Linked DNA regions of Sus scrofa: region 2 is linked to region 1. Evidence: chromatin contacts called from public Hi-C data. All regions are on one chromosome and are shown on one strand. Each heading gives the region's core, a stretch centred on a gene start, on an enhancer-like site or on the middle of the called end of the contact. The rest is flanking DNA. Distances are from core to core; before and after follow the strand shown.

Region 1 (6,486 bases), core at 2,043-4,542:
AGCTTGTTCATGGACCAATTGTCCCTGGGTCTGATATGGTGTTTTTCAAAGTACGGCTCATGACTTTTTTCTTTTCTGGCAGCACCCCACTGTATGTGGAAGTTCCTAGGCCAGGGATCAAATCTGAGCCTCAGCTGTGGCCATGCCGGATCCTTAACCCACAGGGCCAGGCTGGAGACTGAACTGGTGCTGCCACAGAGACAAGCCAGATCATTAACCCACTGCACCACAGTGGGAACTCCTGCTCAGGCAGACATTCATGCAGCAGGTCATAAGCAGAACTTTTTAAACAGCATGGAATAAATATTAACTATCAGTAAGTCAGAACAACAAAGACAGAATGTGTAGTATGATCCCATTTTTGTTATAAGACCAAAACATCTATTTGTGTATTTTTATGATCCTGTATAAATTTATTTAAAAATTAGGGATGGATATAATTTAAACACCAGTTACCTCAGGGGATTATGCAGAAAAAAAGTTATTCCAATGAAATTCATCTTCTTAAAGAAGTTTTTTCTAGCTTATCTGGTTTAGATTCCTTTATCAATTTTCTTGCCATCTTGGTACTAAAATTACACATTCTTTGACCTACTCATTCATACTTCCACTGAATAGTCACCGTACCAGCCCTAGGAAACAAAGGTAAATACCACCGATTATCTGCCTGAAAAGAGTGCATCTAGTGGGAAAGACAGATACATATTTAATTAAAAACTAATGTGACATAGGGTAGAGTTATAAAGTCTTAAGGAACAAGTGAAAAATCAACTAGGCAAGAGAGTAGTCAGTAGGATATTAGAGGTAGGGCCCAGTGGCCCTAAACTACCACTCTAAAACCTTGTCGGAGACAAGAAACAGCACCTCCAAAGGGCTCATAGGGCATAAAAAGAGTGAGCCTGGAAAAGGCGGCAGGACCGGGCCACAGAAAGGCATTCTGTGTGCCATGTTAAGACATTTCAGCTGGCCCAAGGATGGTGACTGAAATATTTGAAGGAGAAGAAAAATGTAGCTGATATGTTTTTTTATACTGTGGAGGCTACACAGAGGATGAATTTAAGGAGACAAAACTTGAGACAGGGGGTTAATTTTTTTTATTATAAACACAAACCTTGAAAAAAAAAAAGTCTTTTCTTTGGTAAGTGTTTCATGGCTCTTACTCCATCTCCCCCATCAGTTTATCAGAGATTGGAGTAAAGAGGCTGAGATATCTGGAAAGTTTAGAGTTTGTGAGGATCTACCTGCCCCTCAACCCCACCCAAGGCTCTCCCTCAGCCTTTTAAAAAAATGTCTTTTGTGGAGTTCCCGTCGTGGCTCAGTGGTTAATGAATCCGACTAGGAACCATGAGGTTGCAGGTTCGATCCCTGGCCTTGCTCAGTGGGTTAAGGATCTGGCGTTGCCGTGAGCTGTGGTGGAGGTTGCAGACTCGGGTCGGATCCTGCGTTGCTGTGGCTGTGGCATAGGCCGGCAGCTACAGCTCCGATTTGACCCCTAGCCTGGGAACCTCCATATGCAGTGGGAAGCAGCCTTAGAAAACGCAAAAAGACCAAAAAAAAAAAAAAAACTCTTTTGTGGCACTTAACACATTCTCCCTGCCCTTGCTTTTGACTGTACAGACCCTCCTGTGTGAAAACTAACTATACCATGAGATTCTTTGTTTTTTTAAGTGGCCACGCCCACAGCATATGCAAGAGATTGAATTCAAGCTGCAGCTGCAACCTACGCTGCAGCTGCGGCAAAACCGCATCCTTTAACTCACTGCACCTGGCTGGGGGCCTAACCTGGCCTCAGCAGCGACCTGAGCTGCTACAGTTGGATTCTTAGCTCACTGCAGCACAGCAGAACTCCCCAGATTCTTTTTACAATTCCACATACTTAGTACAATGTCTTTGTAAAAAATGTCACTTAAATTAACTCTCAGATCTAAATTTATAATCTTAACCACTCTCCTGAGTGCCAGACATTTCCAATTGCTCAGTAAATATCTCTACCCAAAAGGTCCTATAAGAGTCTGAAACTTAACCGAATCCAAACGGATCTTGCTGTAGCACCCAGCCACTCCCATTACGTTTCCATTTCACATTTAGGTTATTTATCCCAACCCTGAATCATCTCTGTTCTCTCCTTTATCTGACATAAACACTCAGCTGCTAAACGCTGCATACGTATCTCTCTTCTCTTTGTCTCTCCCGTTTCCGGTGTCGTAGTTCAAGCTCTGAAATGCTTCTCTGCCTCTCCCTACGCCCCACCAAACCTAACAGCTGTCAGGATTACTGTACTAAAGCAGAGATGTGATCACTGTCATTTTCCACCTTCAAGTAGCTGGAAACTTCACAAAAACAAGGATCATGCCCAGCTTTACCCACTGCTGTATCCCATAGCCCAGGGCCCCCAATATGTACTGGCCCTCAATGATTTACTTAATGAATGCTCCTGGTGAAAAGTCTTCAGCGAGGCTCTACTCTATACACAGTAAAATTAACCTCATCAAGACATTCGAGTCCCAAGTTACCCTTCCAATCCTAGCTCTCACACTGTCCCATACTTGTAAATGCCTGATACAAGTATGCTTATTCCTTTAGTTTCTGTCGCATTTTCCCTCTCTTGTTCTACCCATGCTGAATGGATTACCGTACTTGTCAGGTAATAGAACTTGTTTCTCTTCCCGCTATTTATGCCGTCAGTTTCCCCACCAGATGGGGATGACAGCAGAGCAGGGACCTGGCCTGTATTCCTAGGCCGGTGCCGGGCAAACCAGGGTCGAACCAGGGTCGTTCAGTAACTGCGATATGAACGCACGAATTAGCGAATAAACGGGTGCCTCGAAGCTATCCTCCTCTCCACCGCGGAGACGGGAAAAGGCGGGAGGTGCAGAAGGGATGGAGGGTCAGCTAGGGACTGGCCTTCTGGGGTTTTTTTGGTAGCTCTGCCTCCTTTTATCTTTTTATTCAATACAACGCATGCTGGGAAAAGCATAAATCATAATGCAGCTCGTGAATTTCCACAAATAAGCACACCCGTGAAGCCAGCACCCAAACCGCGATCCTGAACATTATTAGCACCCAGAAACCTCCCCGCGCCCTCTTCCATAGGGTGCACTTTCAACCCGCAAAGAGCCGGAGAGCTCACATCCTGGGCCCTCCGGCGGCGGTGGGCGACGCCTGAGGATTGCAAGGCCAAAGATCCAGGAAAAGTCTTACCCACGAACTTGAACCGGCTCATGACTGCAGCCCTGGCTCCTCCCCGGCGGAAGCGGAAGTGGCCGCCGCTCGCCCCGCCCTTCCGGGGAAGCCCCACCCCTCGTTTTCCGGCAGCGCCCGCGGCCGCTGAAGGTGAGCGGGCCGTCATGGCTTTCTCGGCGCCGGCGGCCTACCTGACCCACCAGCAGAAGGTGCTGCGGCTTTATAAGCGGGCGCTGCGCCACCTGGAGTCGTGGTGCGTCCACAGGTGAGAGAGGGGGACCCACGGCGCGGGGAGGTGAGGCGGAGGCCTCCACGGAGGCCGAAAGGCCCTAGTGACCCGGGGGGAGGGGAGAGAGGTGTCAAGGACTTCGGGAACGGGGTGGAAGGCGACGTCTCGACCCACAGAGCCCCCGCGTAGACCCGGGTTCGAATGCAGACTTCGTCGCCCGCAGGTGCGCGAGACCTTGAAGAATTGCTTATTTGGCCCAGGCCTCACTTTTCTGATCAGGAAAATGGACACAGGACCCAGTGTCGAGGGTGGCATGTCGATTAAGAAAGTGCCTCCGGCGTTCACTAAGTAATAGTTTTCTTCATGACCTTCTCGTTCCTAATATTAGCAGTAATAATCTATGCATATTTTCTCTTGTCCTCACAACTCTGGGAGTTAGGGATTATTTGGCCTTATTTTATAGATGAGGAGAGAGAAGCTAGAGAGTAATTTGTTCAAGGCCCTGAATCTGGTAAGTGGCCAGCCAGGATTAAAACTCAGGTGTCTTAACCACAAAGCATCATTATCCTTCCCATCAGCTTTTCTTGTTTTAGCTTCATCCATTCCTTTTTATTATCTTCACATTGCATGAATTCTCATCATCTCTCTCTCTTCATCTAAGATTAGTCATAGAACATATTCATAAAACATACAGATTTTTGTGACCTACACGCAATGCATGGTGGGGTGACAACCCAAAATGTGTGAATGCCAGACCTCCACTCCCTTAGCCAAATCCTAAAACCTTGTCCCACAAAGAAGGGCCTTTGAGAAAAACCTCTAAACAATGAGAAACTGAGTACATCTGGAAGAGTTGTGGAAAGGATCCTTGATTGCATATATGGGCTTATTGTAAAGTCATTGACCTACTTCTCTTTGCTAAGTAGGAAGATGGCCAGGTTCAAGGTTGTAAGATTAATTACTTCCCTAATTTCTCCTTATTCATTCATCTGACAGAATTTGCATTCCAGGTGTATGCTGACTGATGCATAAATAAGCCTATAAGGCTTCTTTCTCATCTGTAGCAACTAGTGGATAAATGGGGAAGATGGACCTATAAACAAATAGATAACATGGAGAATTATCAGTTATATAAAAAGGAAGGAAGTTGAGCCGTCAAGAATTCTACATATAGAGTTCCCATCGTGGCTCGGTGGTTAACGAATCCGACTAGGAACCATGAAGTTGTGGGTTCGATCCCTGGCCTTGCTCAGTGGGTTAAGGATCCAGCATTGCTGTGAGCTGTGGTGTAGGTTACAGACTCGGCTTGGATCCTGCTTTGCTGTGGCTCTGGAGTATGCCAGTGGCTACAGCTCCAATTCGACCCCTAGCCAGAGAACCTCCATATGCCACGGGGGTGGCCCAAGAAATGGCAAAAAGACAAAAAAAAAAAAAAAAGAATTTTAATCTGAGGGAGTTCCTGTTGTGGCTCAGTGGGTTACCAACCCGACTAGTATCCAAGAGGATGCAGGTTTGATCCCTGGCCTCTCTCAGTGGGTTAAAGGGTTCAGCGTTCCTGCGGCTGTGGCATAGGCCGACAGTCCCAGTTCCCATCCAACCCCTAGCCTGGGAACTTCCACATGCCACAGGTGTGGCCCTTAAAAAAAAAAAATTTCTACATCTTAGAAAAAGTTCAGTCTTAAGAAGAAAGGATAAAGTAGTAACTATGATAAAACTAATTTAGCATTTCTTTAAGTCTCATTAAAATCTTTTCTCCAGTACTTGATTGATTTTTTTTTTCTTCCATTTGCCCTCAAAGTGCTGTTTGTTCTGCATGGGTCCGTCCTAGTCCCTTGGTTATTGCTATGTAAAGTTTGGGTAACCCATCTAACACTGGGACTTTGTTACACCTAGCCTCATTTGTCGCTAGAGCTGTATTTCCAGCTGTTAAATTACCTACAGTTCTCTGAAACGGAACCTGTTCTCTTTTCACTACCTCATTTTGGTTCTTCTCCCAAATTCCCTGGCTCAGCTAATGGTATTCCTAGTGATCATTCAGCTTTAAGTCTTAGCATTATTTTCAAGAACTCCCTACTAAACCACTATGCCAACGACATACATACTTGTTTGCCACGTACAATTGGATGTGGTTTTTGTAAATTCTCTTCCCAATATAATAATATTAGTAGCTGACACTGGGCCCTGGGGTGTACCAAGCACTGTCTGAAGTGTGTTTATATGTTTTACCTTCTCAAGTCTTTAGGGCAACCCTAAGGTATCGATAAGGTCATGGAGGAGGAGGAACCCATGGCCTAATTACTTTAATTTACCCTAGATTACACAGCAAGTAACTGCTGAGCTAAGATTTAGCCCTAAGCAATCTGACCTGATAGCCCACTCTAATAGCTTTGTAGTCTAAGTGCTTCTCTCCTGTCACCATCCATCACTATTGCCTGCTTTAGGCCGTTGTCATCTGAGGCCTGGAATACTATCAAAACCCCAGAAATGATCTCTGCCCGTGGTTTCTTCTAGAAACTGACACTTGCCTAAGGTGTCGGTCAGAATTCAAACCCAGGTTTGTCTGTTACAGCAGTATTGTTTCTACCCTGCCTTCGACATCTTTGTATCTCCAGAATTTAGCACCCAGCACAAGGTAGGAGGAAATTCATTAAGAGGACAACAGTACAGTAGCTTTTGCTGCTGGTGTTCGGGACTCTGCCAAGGAAGCTGTCGTGATGATGCAGCTGCTCCATAGGCAGGGCCTGGGAAGTTCCCCTACTCACCTGGAAGGCGTTAGCGGAAGTACCGCCCCTTGTCAGATGGTAATACTGCCCAATTGAGTAGATAAAACATTTCTAATCTCTCAATCATTCTGGTTGAAGGGACAAATACCGGTACTTTGCTTGTTTGATGAGAGCCCGATTTGATGAACACAAGAATGAAAAGGATATGGTGAAGGCCACCCAGCTGCTGAGGCAGGCCGAGGAGGAATTCTGGTACGGTCAGCACCCTCAGCCATACATCTTCCCCGAGTCTCCTGGGGGCACCTCCTACGAGAGATACGAGTGTTACAAGGTGGGTGAGCACCACAGGGG
Region 2 (6,486 bases), core at 2,026-4,525, 150 kb before region 1:
AGCACACATCCCAAGAACACAAACTTCCTATTATGAGAAACAGCTCTTTTAACAGAATTTATTTCATTAGAAAGTGCACTTAGTACATACACATTTAGCACATGGGTTGAGTTTTTATAAACATTCAAGGGGAGGGGAGGGTAAAAAAAATAAAATAAAAACATTCAAAAGGAACAATAAAAGAAAAACATGGGAGTTTTTCATTTGTCTGGGGAGAAAAACTGATTTCAGCAATAGAATGAGCGGTATGCATTCTCAACATAATAAAGCCCCTTCACCTTAAATGGTTAATGAATAGGGTAATTTAGTAGATAACTGATGATCCCAGTTATCTCCAAAGAAACTATACATATTGATATTGAAAACACTAAGACTATACCAAATATTAAAGCATCATCATCAATAAGTGTCATTTGAGTCAAAGGGCAATAATTTAGTCATCAACACTGCCAAAATCAGTTGATTAAAACTGTGAAGTTCTTTAGTTTATACAGAATAAGCATCTGACTACCACATTGTTTCCTATATCCTTTCCATTTATCTTGAAAAAAAGACAAATTGGCAATTTCTCTCTCATATAACTCACATATTACTGAGTGTAAGAGATGCTAACTGATCTCCATTGACTGAAGTTAACAGCTACTTTACAGAATATTTAAAACCATGTTAAATTTTAAAGTACTGTCTCCATTGGGAAATGCAGCATCCTCATCAAAACGTGCTAAAACCGTAAAAGGCATGAGGTAAATGTACCCATTTGTATCACAAGACATGCTTTTCAAGAACTGTCATAAAATCATATTAATAAGGCCCTCCAATCGTGTAACAATGTTAATGCATAATTTCTAAGAAACTACTCAATGAAGACCAAATGTGTTCAAGTCGTCTTGCCCATGAACAAAGAGTCCTAAAACTGATGCTCCAGTTTTAGGACTGTCTTTATAGTTTTCCAAGAAGCACATTTTCAGAATTGAGTATTTTAAAACCAAACTGATGCACACATAGCTTACAAATATGCGAGTATTTGATTATGACTTCATATAATATCATGATTATACATTTAGTAACCTATTGATTGCGATGTTGCATTTTTCCTGTAAAAGCATTGTCAGTAGACAATGTCTGGAATCATCCAATACTATAAATTGGGCCACAATTCCCTGAGCAAAGAAAAAAAAAAAAAAAAGCAGTTAAAAGGCACAACTAAAAAAGTTTCTGAAGAAGGATTACAGAAAAGGCATAATTGTTTCCTCCACTCAGGTACATACATAGACCATAGTACTTTCAACTGCCCCTGGCAAATCAAACGCCTTGTTCCAAATAAATGTATTCTTAAGGAATCTATGGAATGTTTATGTACCAACTAACCTTGAGAAGAGGAATACTTAAAAACAAAATAAACAAAAAAAACACTTTCAAACACACCAGAATGTAATATAAAATAATAATGTATTCGGTCTGTGTCACCGCATTTAAATGGCAAAAGTATTTTAAGACTGTTTATTTGCTCCCTTCATCCTTTTGATTTTCTGACTTTTTCAGCTTTTTCACTTGGACTCAAACTCTGACCTACCAGCATTGTGCACTGGTTTTAAAAATATCCTCTTTTAACATGTTAGCTTAAAAATAGCTTTGCTTTCACCATTCCGAATTATTTTTGCGCATAAATCCAAAATACTTTTGCTTTTTACTGTAGAGCCACAGATTTCCAGAAAAAATACCTCCTTATCTACTGCATTCTTCCCTCCTCTAGGGAAACCACAAAAACTGGGGTTTAACTTGGCAACACCCAACCTATGATGGGCTTGCAAGTATGTATCTGCAGATACTGGTTTGACCCATTCTTTCCATTCCCCAGGAAAATGTTTCCTTCGGCTGCTTAAAAGAATACAACTACAGATTTGTGCAAAGAAGCAGCTGAGAGCAACTCCGCCTTACGAAGCAACAGCCCTTCTTTTGGACACCCATACACCTTGTTTTAGGATCATTCAACAAAGTTTCTTCCTGCGTCTAGGCTTTGCAGCGCTTTTGAAGGAGGCACTGCAGGCCACTCGCGTGGCTGCACGTTCACCGGAACGCAGCAAGGGCTTGGGGGCAGGAGGGCTGCGGGGGGGAGCGGGGCTGGGGGGAGGACACAGCCAATCTAAACAAAATCAATTCAGCATCCGTCGGCAATTGGGGCTGAAGCGCCGATTTTGAGGCTGGGGAGGAACCAGCCAAGCGCTGGCCCTGGCACGATCCGCCCCGTCCTACCTGCCCCGGGGACACTTAGGAGGCGGAAAGTTCCCCCCGTCGGACGTCCCAGGCGCCGGGCCAGGCGGGCGAGGGGGGCGGCGGCGAGGAGCCCGGGCCGAGCGGTGGGCAGCCTCCCGGGGCGCCGGTGGGGGAGGGGAGGGCGCCCGGCCCCCGCCCCCCGGCTCGCCCCCCTCGCGCCTCCCTTACCTTGGGCGATGGCAATGGACTCGAAGCGGTGCAGCTCCTTGAGCAGGCAGGTCCTCTCGCTGGAGTGCAGGCTGTAGATGAAGTCGCGCGCGCCCTGCGCCGTGTTCAGCGCCTCCATGGGTTCCTTCTTCGGGTGGGTACCCAGCGCCCGGGGGCCGCCCGGGGCCGCGAGCGCCAGCAGCCCCCGCCCGCAGCCGCACCAGGACGGCGGGCGGGGCGCGGCGGCGGCCGGGCCCGGCCTCAGGCTGCGCGCGGTCCGGCTCCTCAGCAGCGGCAGCAGCCGGGACATGGCGGGCTGAGGAGCGAGGACCCCCGCGGCAGCCCGGGAGGGAGATTTCTGGCGCCGCTGCGCGAAGAAGGAGCTGGGCTCAGCTCGACCCCGCCCCGATGTCCTCCTGACAGGCAGCCGAGACGCCGGGCACCATGCACTCCCCGGGCCCACGCGGCTGTCGCCTCCTCTTCCGTCCTCCTTCCCTTCCCAAAGGCCAGTGGCGCCTCCAGTCCCTTCCGACGACAAAAACTTTCTCTGAGGCAGCCGGGCCGGGAGAGCGCTCCCGGAGAAGGCGGGCGGGCTGTGCGGGCGGGCGCCTCCCAGCTGAGGAGAAGCGGCGCGGGCGGGCGGGCGGGTCCGGCAAGGGTTAGTGTCTGTCAGTCTGATCTTCCAGAGGGATGAGTCAGCCACGCGCCGCCCTTCTCCAGCACCGCCCTCCTCTGTCTCTGGTTTTCCCACCCTCTCACTTGCCCTAGTCCCCACTCCATACGACTCCCGCGCCCTCACAGCAACCACGCTCTCAGGCCTCAGACGCCATCACTACCCCTAGCGGCGATACAGTGGGTAACAGGGCGGGGCGAAGGAAAGGGGCGGGGCGCGGCGGGGCCGCGCAGGCGCAGTATGCAGATTCGCAGGCCGCGGTTTCCCCCCCCCCGCCCCGGGAAAGGAGTGTGCACGCGCTTCGGGTGCGTGAAGGTGGAGGGTGAGAAGGCTAGCACTCCTTGCGCTGGCCTCCGTCACGTTTCTATCGGCTGTGGGGAATTGGGAAGAAGAGCTTTGAGCCACTCGCTCTGCCAGGTAATGTGGCTACGACACGGCCCGCTGTAGCGCCGGGCCTGAGTCTTAAATCTGAGGTTAATTCTGAACGATGCTCCGGCTTGCGGCCCCCTTCGCCTGGCCCCGGCCGAACCACAGAGCCCTATTCAGGCTTTGAGGGACTGAAGAGCTCAAGCGGCGCCCTTTGCCAAGTCCATGCATACCACCGCTTCCGCCAGACACTCGGGTCTCTGAGGCACCTACTCTGAGAGCTCCAAAGAGAGGGTGAGGCCAGTTCTCCCCTTTCCCAAGAAGAGTCTGAGACTGAAACCTTGATGCTGAGAACACCTTTCCCCTTTCTGATGCAAGCAGCTTGCAGATTGTTAATGCCGGAGCCTGAGGCAAGAATGTCACAGACCTTTCCCAGGTGTTTGTTAAGGTTTGTTTGGCTGTTTCTTTCTCTCAGCTGAGGCAGAAAATATTTTGCGAGCCTCCCCCATTCCCACATGTCCTAGGCATCTTGCAAGGCCCCATACGTTCATAGGGTCTCCTGTTCTGAGCTTTCATTTATCTCTGCCTGAGGGAGGAGATCTCAGCTTTATCTGAACCTGTCTCATGACACTTAGGCTTCCTGTCTTCTTAGAGAATAGATCCACTTAGAGAATAAATCTGCTCAAGTGTAATCAAGATCTAAATCCTATCCTTATCACATGCACTGTTACACCCAGCCCAAGAGCAGTGTATGCAGTAGACATGCTATCATAGTGTAAATGCGATGTATAAATGCGAATCAGAGGAGGAACATTATCGCTAAATCCTCCTGCCTTCAAAATGGTTCTCAAAGTGTGGCCTTTGGGCAGCAGTTTGTTAGTTATGCAAATTCAAATTCCGGTACTCCACCAAAGACCTTCGGACTCTGAAAGTGGGGGGTGGGCCCAGTCATCTGCATTTTAACAAGCCCTCCAGTTAACACTGAAGCACACAAAAGTTTGAGAACCACTTCACTAACTTAAACATGGAAAGCATTGTTTACATTTTTTAATTTGATAGCAGTGCAGTAGTGTAATAGTGACAATTTAAAATGTTCTCTGGGAGTGCCCGTCGTCATGGCTCAGCGGAAATGAGTCTGACTAGTATCCATGAGGACACAGGTTCGATCCCTGACCTTGCTCTGTGGGTTAAGGATCCGGCGTTGCCGTAAGCTGTGGTATAGGTCACAGATGCAGCTCCGATCTGGTGTTGCTGTGGTGTAGGCCATAGGCCAGCGGCTACAGCTCCTATTCAACCCCTCGCCTGGGAACTTCCATATGCTATGGGTGTGGCCCTAAAAAAATTTTTTTAATTAAAAAAATAAAAATAAAAATGTTCTCTGAAGTTCCCTTGTGGGGAAACAGGTGAAGGATCTGGCATTGCTGCCGTGTGGCTCAGGTGCAACTGTGGTGTGGGTTGGATCCCTGGCCCAGGGAACTTCCACGTGTGCAGTTTCAGTTTGGGGGGAACAGGGATGTTGTCTGTGGAAAATGCAAGGTGTTTATGTAGAGACTTTATCTTTGAAACACCCTACAACCTCCAGTGTGTGTTAGAATCTTAGGCAGAGCTATTCAAGTCTTAAATTCTTGGGATTTCTACCGCCCTCCCCCAACATCCCTTACTCCCAAGAGATTCTGACTCATTGGGCTTGAAGTGGGGCCTGGGAAGAGAAGTTTGAAAGAAGCTCTTCAGTAAGAATTCCCAACAGTCACCAGGACACCAGTTTTTGTGTATGGGCTCTAGGAACAGATTGCCAAAATTTGATAACTGTATCAAACACTTCCTAGCTATGTGTGTTAGGTTGTTGAGTAGTCATTCCAGTGAATCATGCCTTATGGTATCCACTCCCTTGTGTAGACTTGTCCCAAATGACTGTGCGCTTGGCCACGCGAGTTGCTTTAAACAATAAGTGGGACATCAAAACCCTGCTATGGTAAGTGCTTGTTCCTTGGGGCTTGCTCTAATGTGTTTGCTGTATGCTTTATGAATATTCATTTCTGCTATGGAAAATAAGAAAAACCAAAATGTAGATGCAATTTGCTTATGAGACATTACACAGAGTAAATGGACATGCATTGAACATAGATTAAAAAAAAATCAGGAGTTCCCGTCGTGGCTCAGTGGTTAACGAATCCGACTAGGAACCATGAGGTTTCGGGTTCGATCCCTGGCCTTGCTCAGTGGATTAAGGATCCGGCGTTGCTGTGAGCTGTGGTGTAGGTTGCAGACGCAGCTCGGATCCTGCATTGCTGTGGCTCTGGCGTAGGCCGGTGGCTACAGCTCCAACTCAACCCCTAGCCTGGGAACCTCAATGTGCTGTGGGAGCAGCCCAAGAAATGGCGAAAAGACAAAAAAAAAAACCCACAAAAAACAAAACAAAACAAAACAAAAAAAAGTGAAAGTGCTACTTAAGGATGGGAGATTGACCAAGTGACATTTAAAAACTCTAGACTGACAACTATGTCATCCCTAAATTGACCACCAACTAGTGACACCCATTATAGCCCCATTATGGGCTCAGGTAGTTGCTACACAAGAAAAGCAGATAAATCCCTAGCTACCCAGCCAGCTAATGGCCAACTTGCGTCTCTGTCATTCAGATATATGACAGAACAGATGCATGTTAGTTTCAGGGCCCTTCAATCTGCCAAAACCTCTCACTTACCATGGTCCTTAAAACAGTGCCATCTGCGGGGAAAACTGACATGTCAGAGAGGGTTAGGGCATATTTAGGTGTATGGAAAAATTTAGGTGTATGGCAAAATTTAGGTGTATGGTCCTTCCACCCTGCTTATACCCTATCCTAAGCTTATTTACATATTCCATCTCTTTCTCCTTGCTTCTCCCTCTGTTCTAAATTAATTGATAAACTGGGTTACTATTGCTACTCTTCAAGTGAACACATTTTACCAACCATAGTGTTTATTTTGCTCATGATTTTGTGTCAGAAATTCAGGAAGGGCTTGCTTGGGCAGTTCTTTGTTGGA

What was found. Hi-C and Micro-C count contacts between places; a contact is called where the count stands out from the background.
Region 2: a contact with region 1 is called in a Hi-C map of heart right ventricle, with 4 times the contacts expected there. The contact joins the promoter of TMEM65 here to the promoter of NDUFB9 in region 1. A contact is called at or near these places in 2 of 47 Hi-C or Micro-C datasets (embryonic fibroblasts and heart right ventricle).

Annotation. Positions count from the first base shown.
Region 1 is chr4:15,110,087-15,116,572 of Sscrofa11.1, reverse strand. NDUFB9 (NADH dehydrogenase [ubiquinone] 1 beta subcomplex subunit 9) reads left to right here and starts at 3,292. Exons shown (of 4, transcript XM_013996497.1): 1 at 3,292-3,448; 2 at 6,274-6,466. The coding sequence starts at 3,348. It overlaps TATDN1 (TatD DNase domain containing 1), which reads right to left and starts at 3,227. Exons shown (of 12, transcript NM_001244525.1): 1 at 3,202-3,227. The coding sequence starts at 3,223.
Region 2 is chr4:15,260,189-15,266,674 of Sscrofa11.1, reverse strand. TMEM65 (transmembrane protein 65) reads right to left here and starts at 3,275. Exons shown (of 8, transcript XM_021088951.1): 1 at 2,443-3,275. The coding sequence starts at 2,731. It overlaps LOC102157933 (a long non-coding RNA gene), which reads left to right and starts at 3,365. Exons shown (of 7, transcript XR_002343112.1): 1 at 3,365-3,908.